Regions from separate parts of the Capsicum annuum genome. Here region 1 is linked to region 2. Evidence: chromatin contacts called from public Hi-C data. All regions are on one chromosome and are shown on one strand. Each heading gives the region's core, a stretch centred on a gene start, on an enhancer-like site or on the middle of the called end of the contact. The rest is flanking DNA. Distances are from core to core; before and after follow the strand shown. Region 1 has its middle 8.0 kb from the start of LOC124888656. Region 2 has its middle 12 kb from the start of LOC107848103.

Evidence for each region. A called contact is a pair of places that touch in the nucleus more often than the background predicts.
Region 1: a Hi-C map of leaf shows a contact between it and region 2, with 3 times the contacts expected there. The contact joins two enhancer-like sites. A contact is called at or near these places in 4 of 5 Hi-C or Micro-C datasets (bud, leaf, pericarp and 1 more).

The regions. Positions count from the first base shown.
Region 1 is chr11:19,798,386-19,802,908 of UCD10Xv1.1, forward strand. No RefSeq gene overlaps it. Among protein-coding and RNA genes, the nearest start is that of LOC124888656, 8.0 kb to the right of the region's middle. Within about 2 kb of position 3,201, at least 3 of the 5 cell types and tissues checked have an H3K27ac peak or open chromatin away from gene starts, as enhancers often do. A contact at or near this core is called in leaf and pericarp, where this site is marked.
Region 2 is chr11:19,659,839-19,664,681 of UCD10Xv1.1, forward strand. No RefSeq gene overlaps it. Among protein-coding and RNA genes, the nearest start is that of LOC107848103, 12 kb to the right of the region's middle. Within about 2 kb of position 3,058, at least 3 of the 5 cell types and tissues checked have an H3K27ac peak or open chromatin away from gene starts, as enhancers often do. A contact at or near this core is called in leaf and pericarp, where this site is marked.

The DNA of each region.
Region 1 (4,523 bases), core at 1,951-4,450, 140 kb after region 2:
ATTCACAATCTTTTAAACCAATGCATCATACATTTCTCTGTCTGGCACGATTTAATTATACATTACGCAACACATAAATTATCATATTATACATTCGTATATAAGCATTACATATCAACAGTTCACAAAAATACACAACATAAACTTCTTAACATAAAAAAAATCAATATGTTATAAGATCAGGATATACAATTGATATCATACCTTTTTTTGTCGGGTCGTTTCGCTTTTGTGTTGAATCCATTCGCTATTGCGTGTCTTGCCATTACTGAAACAAGTGTTTTCTTATCATTGTATATCTGACTCTCCATTATTTCAGTGTTCTTGGAATCAGTATTGAAGTTTTTATCTTCCATTTCAGGCACATATAGTGCATACTGATTATCCGTTTCAACAACTGTTAACGCAACCGAATCATATTCACTACTCTTAATACACATTACAGAACCAGTTGCTTTATCAAACTCTATTTCACTATTGGCTTTGTCGCAAGTTGAAATACAAAGCGGAAAATTAACCAAACCAGCAAGTTGTTTCTTTAACTCAACGTAAACCCTCACTCCATTGTCGTTTCTTATTACAATTGGAGAAGAGTTTCCTTCAACCACATATTTCACTTCAATTTTTTTACGCACTTCGTTTATATCCAACTCCATGGCTATCGTAAAAATCAATTTCAAGAAAGTAATACTTTCTGAAACAATTATTGTGTCACTTTTGTATGACTTATAACTAGTTTCTGACACCCGAATTTCAGAATGTCGCAGCAATATTAGGCTATTCATGTTGCTTTTTGAATTTTTGAAGAATGTATGTAGAAGAATTTTGTTGTTTTTTGGAATTTTTTTAGAAGAAATTTTTTGAAGCAATAGAGTTTTTTTGATTTCTAGATCTTCAATCAAATATTAGACAAAATAAAATTTGACTTGTATTTTTTTTTTTTTTTGAAATTCAAATTTCAGTTACTAGCTTTATCCATAAATGAGTTAATGTTAGCTAATTATTGCCATTAATTAAGGAACGGTGATATAATTACTGATTTCAATTACCTTAAATTTAGGAATAACTGTTTCATTATACATTCCACCAATGTATAATGTTTGGCCTAATGTATGAGTATATTTATCAAAATTCGAAAGAAAGAAAATAAGAGGAAATTTTGTGTAATTACTTTCTTAAGTTAGGGGATTTATGTTGTTTACACTTAATTTAAGGATTTAAGTAGGGGCTTTGTTATGTACTAAAACTATCTGGACCACAGTATCATATGGGCCATTGAACCTTCAATAGCACATTTATAACACTGACAACCACCTTGTACAAGAATTACTTATCATATTTTTCTCTATCTTCTTTTTATGGGTTGTTGAGAAATCTACCCAATAAACTACACACAAAAGTTAGTTATTTAATACAGTATAATAGTGGTATATTTAATTTCATACGTGTGAAATTTTATATTGAGAGCTTCTAGCTAGTATATTATATTTTTATTTTGTATAGTATTGACTTTAGATGAATTTAAATGGTGAAACGTGGTTATTGAGGATTCATATAGCCAACAATCTAGTCACATGCATCAAAAGGGTGTTGTTGAACCCTTTTCTTGAAAAATTACATTGTGTGTGTAAAAAGAATTACGTAAATTTTTATGTGCAGAATTTCCTTAGTTTTTTCGTATATTTACATTTTTTATATTATATTTTAACACCCTTCATAAAATTTCCATTTCCATCTTTGCTACAACCGGTCTCTACTTGTTTGGTATTAAGACATAATAATTATCATAATTGTGTATTGAGGTATATAAACCTTTTTCAAAAAAATAAATTAAATTGGTCTCCAAAAGAATTGAAGAACCAACATTTTTCTTGAGAAGTTTCAACCTTTCAAAATATTATCCATTGCTTGATCATTACGTTTTTTTTAAATCAAAAGTTACATATTAAGCAAATGTAATCCACATTCACTATGTTATGTAAAAAGAATCCTTTAGGTATATATGAATGGACGAATCCTATGTTATATTGGCCTCAAACGTAAGAAGAAGACTTCTAGGGGTCTTTCACACACAAAAAAAAGTATTTTTTTAATCCCATTGATACTAGGTAATTCTGTCTATCAAGGTTAAACATATTGAAAGAATTGCCTAGTATTTTTTATCTTTTCTCGTAGCTCATCATATTTGTACAAATTTGGTCCGCAATTTGTTGAGGACCATTTTCCGTAGCAAATTCTTAACTGCTATTCACACTCCAAAATAGTAGCTTGTCCACTAGAAAGGAATAAACAATATCCACTTTGCTAAATATTGAGAGAGATGGTATTTCCATCATTAATTTATCATCTAGATAAAGGGTTTATCTCAATGAAGCAAATTGATGGAATATGACAGGGCTATGAGAACATGCTAACATAGAAAGTGCAATTTTTGTCAAAATCTTTTAAAAAAAGGAAAATTTGGTAATCGATAATGTGGAATTGAGATTGAAGTAATTATATCAACATGGTTTGTGATGTCAACGGTGGGACTGTTCCACCCCGAGAGGTCTCGGTGTCAAACCTTGACTATGGAGAAAATCATGTTGAGAGTGTACCTCAGAATGGGTATTGCAGTGCACTCGGATTAATGAGACCCCAATACGGATACCGGGTGGAAAATCAGAAAGAGATTGGAGTAAAATTGACCAAGTTAAGTTAGACACACGAATGAATTCATTTGTGTCTTTTTTAAAAAAAAATATTAGGTACTCAAAAATTACTATTCTGACTTAGTTGAATTCACGCGCAGTAGGTCCATGACCATATGCGCTCCCCGAGTTCCAATCAAGAAGTTCTACATTAATAGGATTGAAATTCAGATATCTGATTAAGAGTGGATTAGTATCAACATTAGTGACATCTTGTTTCAAAAAAACAAGTAAGCTATCTATTTTTTCTTTTTATAGACATTTTATACCTCGAAACTTACTGATCTAAGTAATTCGTTTATTCACCATTATGCCCTCTAGGGTGATACCCATTTCCTATCAAGAAACTCTACATTCACTTGACACTTCAGATTAAAGAACAGAGAAATTCTGATCATTCAATCACACCATTTATAGTGATACCATTGCCTTGGGTCAGGCACATGGATATAGCACATGAGTGTGGCTATACAGTTGAATGGTACATGGACTTTTATTGAAGAGATGGACTCCATTGCAAGAGGAGTTTTCTTTGGCCCATTCTTACCAAAGCTCAAGCCCAGCTTAAAAGAAGTGGCAAGGTTGAATAGTGGAATTGGACAACATCAAAAGTAACAAAAAAACTACATTTTCATTGTTAAATGTGATGTTAAGCTCCCATTTAATCATAGATTTTAAAAATTATAATTTGAGTTTGTTGAAGTTGTTATTTATGAAACTTGAAGTTGTGTTAAGACATGTATTTTACTTGAAAAAAATTTAAAGTTTTGTGATTAGAAGTGAAAGTTTTTGGGAACTTCAAAACATTTGAAATCAATTTTTCAAAATTTGATTAAATTTCAGGATCAAATAAATATTTAAAGATAAATTTTTAAAATCTAATCCAAAATCTATGGTCAAACTCTAGCTAACGGTCACATAGTATAAAACTTCAGACCTTTTCCTTTCTAAATAAGATAACACGATATCCACATAGTGATGAGGTTCCTCAAATAACGCGCGTGTATGTCAAGTTGTATAGTATATGATTTTATAAAATTATATTAACACTATTAAAATGAAAATTTGATGGTAAAAATTGTAAGGAGAGAACTGAGTATAAACTTTTGTGAATGATTAATGTGGATCATTGTATGAACACATTTTTGTCACAAGAACAGTATAAAAAAACAGTTGATATCTTAGTACTAACACTTTCCTATGTGGTTGGTATATTGTGAACCAAATATGTAGAGTAAAAAAGAATAAAATTTATTTTGAAAACATAATTATTAGATCTTCTTGTTAAGTAATGATTCAAAGACCTAATGTCTCCTCTCTTTCAAAATAAAGACAACGTTCGCATTGTGATGTGTTGAAACTTTTTTTACAACGCAAACTTTTTTTAAACGATATGTTTTGTAGTTAGCCAATTTAGTATTTATCCGAGGTCGGGGCATTTCTTTGTATAAGACTTTGAGCCATTTACATGTATTTGTTTTCTTAAAGAGAACTTTGAAGTAATAAATAAAGTTGTAGCCATGTGAATAGGAGGTCACGAATTAAAGTTGTGGAAACAATCTCTTGAAGAAATGTCGGGCAAGACTGGGTACAATAGACCATTATAGTCCAACCCTTCCTCATATTTTATGCATAACAAAAGTTTTAGTGCACCAAATTGCTTCGTTGCTTCTTGTGCCAACTTTAGATGTTCATATGATAAAATGATTGAGAAATACTACTATCTCATAGATGGTTATTAGGAAAATCATTCCAATTTGAACAAGATAATTCCTATTTGATACCATCTATTATTGTCAATATACAAATCAGTATCAAGGATGTTTGGATTGT
Region 2 (4,843 bases), core at 1,808-4,307:
TCTGCAACACATCGCCTTCTTCTTGTTAAACAAAATGCCCTTTGACTCCTTCAAGAGTAAAATCCCGCAGAAAAGATCTTTCCATTGTGCAACTTTTTAAAAAAATTAATCGTAATATCTCCAACTATTCTTCTAAACATCTTTCTGCATAGACCACACACTACACTAACCAGTAGACGAAATTCTCCAAATTTTAGTATCTCTTGGCAACAACACATCTCCACATGGCCACCATAATAGGATGACATAAAGATATAGTTTGGACACCTTTCAGCCACTATGTAAAATTGCTAAAGACAACACCAAATTTAGCCGGGTACAGGTCTGAAATCAATTTTCTCTTTTATCAGACCAGTTAGTCTATCGAAGCCTTTTCTACATTGCAGAAATTCAATTTTCTTCATATATAGTAAGTATCTTTTTAGAATGTTGGAAAATATGTTTCATGAACACATATAAAAATATACGAAAAAGTAATCAGAAAAACAAACACAAAATCAAAGGCTTGAAACATTCGCAAAACGTTTTCCTAAAAACGATATTGGCTCCCTCTCATCTGCGAGATTTCTATGGGATTTAACGCAAATAGTTTTAGTGGGTATGACAAGCCTATTGAATTCTGAACTAAGAAAATAGTGAGGAAATTCTTCTGAAAAGCAAGAAGTCAAGACTCAATCCTTTGAGGAAGAAGAAAACCTTTGGAAAAAGCTTTGAAAAAGTATGTTGTAAAAATTATGATAGAAATCTATAGAGTTGGATTTAAATAACATTGTTGGTGCCCAAAGGATGAAAGGACACAACCTTTCACTAAAAACACTTTTTCATAAAAGTCACAACTTTTTATCTAAGAGACACCTCTTCATATAAAAGATACCTCTTCACTAAAAAGGCATCTCTTTATTAAAATACTTATACTTATTAATTTAATTTAAATAAAATATCCAACATATATACACCAATTTCTTATTTTTATTTGAAAATGACATTCAAAACACATCTAAAGTATTTAAATTTCTTGAGTTTCGTATTGCAATATCTGTGAATGTTCAGGTAGGAAAAGTAAGCAATTGATAATTGAGAAAGTTTTTTGATAAATAATTGGTGATAGTTTAGTTGAGAAAATCACACTTGATAACTGATGCATGAAACTCAAAATATCGGAATAATGCAAGTGTTTTTACCCTTCGCTTTTTCTCTTTTTCAAACATTCTCAAAAAATAAAAAACTAAAAGCAATTGAAATAAGTCAATTCAAACACTCTCTCTTAGTTTGAAATATTAGTTACACGTATTGGTTTTACAAAGTATATATAACTTACTTTTCATCATTATTGGTGGAATGATGTTTGGTTAGAAACAAGTAATCCCTTATATAAATAATAGAATAAATAATCTCAAAGTTGACTAATATCTTCAATCAAATACAAGATAAAATAATCGTATATCATTTCGAAACTACTATACCTTCATACTTTACGCCAAACAAAAGCGATTAAACGTTAAAAACTGTTTAGAGTCAGTTTGTAAAGTTGGATATTTTTTGAATAGGAGTTCTAACCTTGTTCGAACAGCTATTTGTGTAGGCCCAAACTATAAGCAGTTACATGGACCCAACAAATTCAAGGCTCCATGTTGGACCAACACACTTGTAGAGAGTTATTTCCTCCAATTTGTATCCTATAATCTGTGCTATTGGTCCGTGCTAAGCTCGAGTCCATTTGTAATTTTTTTTGTTACTCTAAATTTTTGTTTGATTTGTTATATTATATTAGTTAAAGGTAGTTTAATAATTTTGAAATATTTTTAAACATTTTAACTATGGATCAATTTCAAATCTTTTTTTTTCTGTTCGTTCGTTGTAGAGAATGTCTCCTTCCTTTCTTGGGAACTCCTTAATTTTGATTTTTTACATGACATTTTTAAGATCACAAGATTAAAAGATTTTGGTTAGATTGCTTATCGATGGATTGGGCAGATAATTATGCTTATCGGTTTGGCTTGTTGGTTATTGATTTTTAAATGTACTAATCTGATAGCCAACTGATAAGATAATGGTTGATTCGATATCCTATTTTACTCTTAGCATTAATTAATTTTTCTTCAAATTAATTTCAAGACACAATGTAAATATAATTAAACAGAGGTACTATGGTAAAATAGTCATTTTATTAATGAGTGTGTCAAGTGAAAATATGACAAGTAAAAATGAACGGAGGAAGTAAATTCCGACAATTTGGAACTTAATTACAGAAAATCCTGATATTTTACACAATTAATGTAAATTTCAATTTTGAATGTGTCGATATACATAATTAGCTCCTGATATATCCAACGAAGATACATTTTTTCCTTTGTAAAGATACATAATTAACTTTTGATACATTTTTTTCGATCCTGGATCTGTTGAGATACATAATACATACAATAAAGATCCAATTTTTCCGGTGCAAAGATACATAATCAGCTTCCGATACATTTTTTTGGTTTTGGGTTTGTCGAGATACATAATTAGCTCCCGATACATCCAATGAAGGTACATAATTAGTTGAATTTTTATAATTACTTTGTAATGGTAGGGGTTTGTATAAATATAAGTTAGGGCGTATGTTTATGTTATTTTCTTAATGTTGTTTAAGTAATCTTGTTTAGATCTAGGTAGCGATAAAGAGAAATATGCATAAAACAAAATGTTTATCGAACGCTAGCTGATAGGTTTCAAATTTGCTATTCTCTACAATAAGATAAGTTATTACATTTTCAGAAATGCAAATTGGAATATCTTGGATCATTAGCACAAAACTAAACAATTGAAAAGGATGTGTTATGTGCTTTCAAAAATACAATTCTAGTTTTCGATAACACCATAAATCTTAAGTATTTTTGCTATGGGAAGTTATTTATTTCGTGAATCAAAAGTTAAAGATAATTTTGATGCAAACTGTCTTCCTTCATAAAATAAATTTCATCAAACTTAATAAAGCATGGCGAAATGATCCCTCAATACAGCTTAGCTGTATAAAGTTTGTACAAGTAGTGAAGAAGCATACACTAAAAATAAATGTTCATATTGCATTAGCCCAGTGAAATTCTCTTATGGGCTCTGATAGTCCTGAAGGCTTAGTCCTTATATAGCATGAAAAGCAAAACTTTTCATCAATTATCCCTTTTTCGAACAGTTGTTTGGTAAACGATCCTTTATTTATTTATTTATTTTGTTTAACTTATATAGACCTATCATATGAGATCATAGTCTAAAGATCTTGTTTGAACTAATTGAAAATCTTATTAGAGAACGTTAAATAATTACTTTAGATTTTATAAGTTATTCAGACGTCGTCAGACAATGATCTACTATTTTATATTCAGACGTCGTCAGACAATGATCTACTATTTTATCTATATGATTGAAAATTGTATGAGAAAACATTAGAAGCAAGTGTAATCTTATCAAGAAGGGTAAATTTTGAAGAAGTATACTTACCCAACTTTTAAAATCAGGGACAAAATCTGTATAATTATGTAAAAAGGGGATATTTTGAGTAAATCAATCCAGGAACGAAGATATAGGGCCTCTATTATGGGCTTGTGACTTGCCAAATTCCTATCTGTTGCCAATGATAGTATTACAATCCTTTAATTTAAAAAAAAATATCAAACTTTATGAGTTCGAGTTTGAGATTTCAATGCAACTTATGTTGACTAAGTTAAAAGGGCAATTCGAGCTCTAAAACTTTTGTTATGTGTAGAGTCGGGTAGAGTGTCGAATTATAAGGATCTATTTAGATTATATTACATAGTTAATTATTTATTTATTTATACATTGAACCAAAATTACTGTCTTAATACAAACCAGAACTTGTACGCTACATCTGCTGAACATGTTATTATTTTGAGTTAGTGATCAAATCACGCCTAAACTATCACTTTTCAAACCATAACTTAATTACACTCGACATTCGCCATATCATATTACCTATATTATTTTCTTATAAGATAGCTAGACGATAAATTATTTAAACTTTACTTATAGTATTGAAGGTAAAAATATAATAATAATAATAACAATAATAACAACATTTCCACTATAATTTTATATGTGGAGCGAATCAAAGATAAGATTCATTAATTTTTTGGTTTTAACTTTTTATTTCTTACAAAATTATTCCTTCTGATCTTTCACATCACATAATTTATATTTTTAGTAAAGTAAATATAAAATAGAATAAGAAGAGAAGTAGGACAAGTAAGACGAACGACAAATGCGGCGAAAAAAATAATCACATGTGAAGATGTCCGAAGAATATGACATCCCTAAAAAATTTCCATATCTCTGTTCTTTTGGCTCCATTAATTCGCTCCCACAAAAATTGCAACAAATCAAAATTCGAGTTGAAAATAAAATTATGTTTAATTATATTTTTTTAAAAAAATTATTTTAATTGATGTTTATGTTTCAATATAGTTTTAAAAATGATAAGTGAAATAGAGACAGGTTATAAGCTACATTTTAAATTTGAAATGCAGCTTCAAATTTAATTTGAGATTTTTATGATCAAATACTGAATAAAAGTTACTTTAAAAATAAATAAATAAATAATTTCTATAGTCAAACTCTAGTCAAGCGTTGTGTTTGAAAATATTTTGGATCTTACACTAATCACATGTTTTCATATATGCTCATTATTAGCATCCTAAATCACTTTATTCTCTCACCGTTAGTACAATCTTTGGACTTTGGGGGAGCACTGTGTTTGAAGATATTTTGGACCATACACTAATCACGTGTTTTCATATATTTACATTATATAATAGCCTAAATCACGTAGTTCTTAGGTAAAATTATA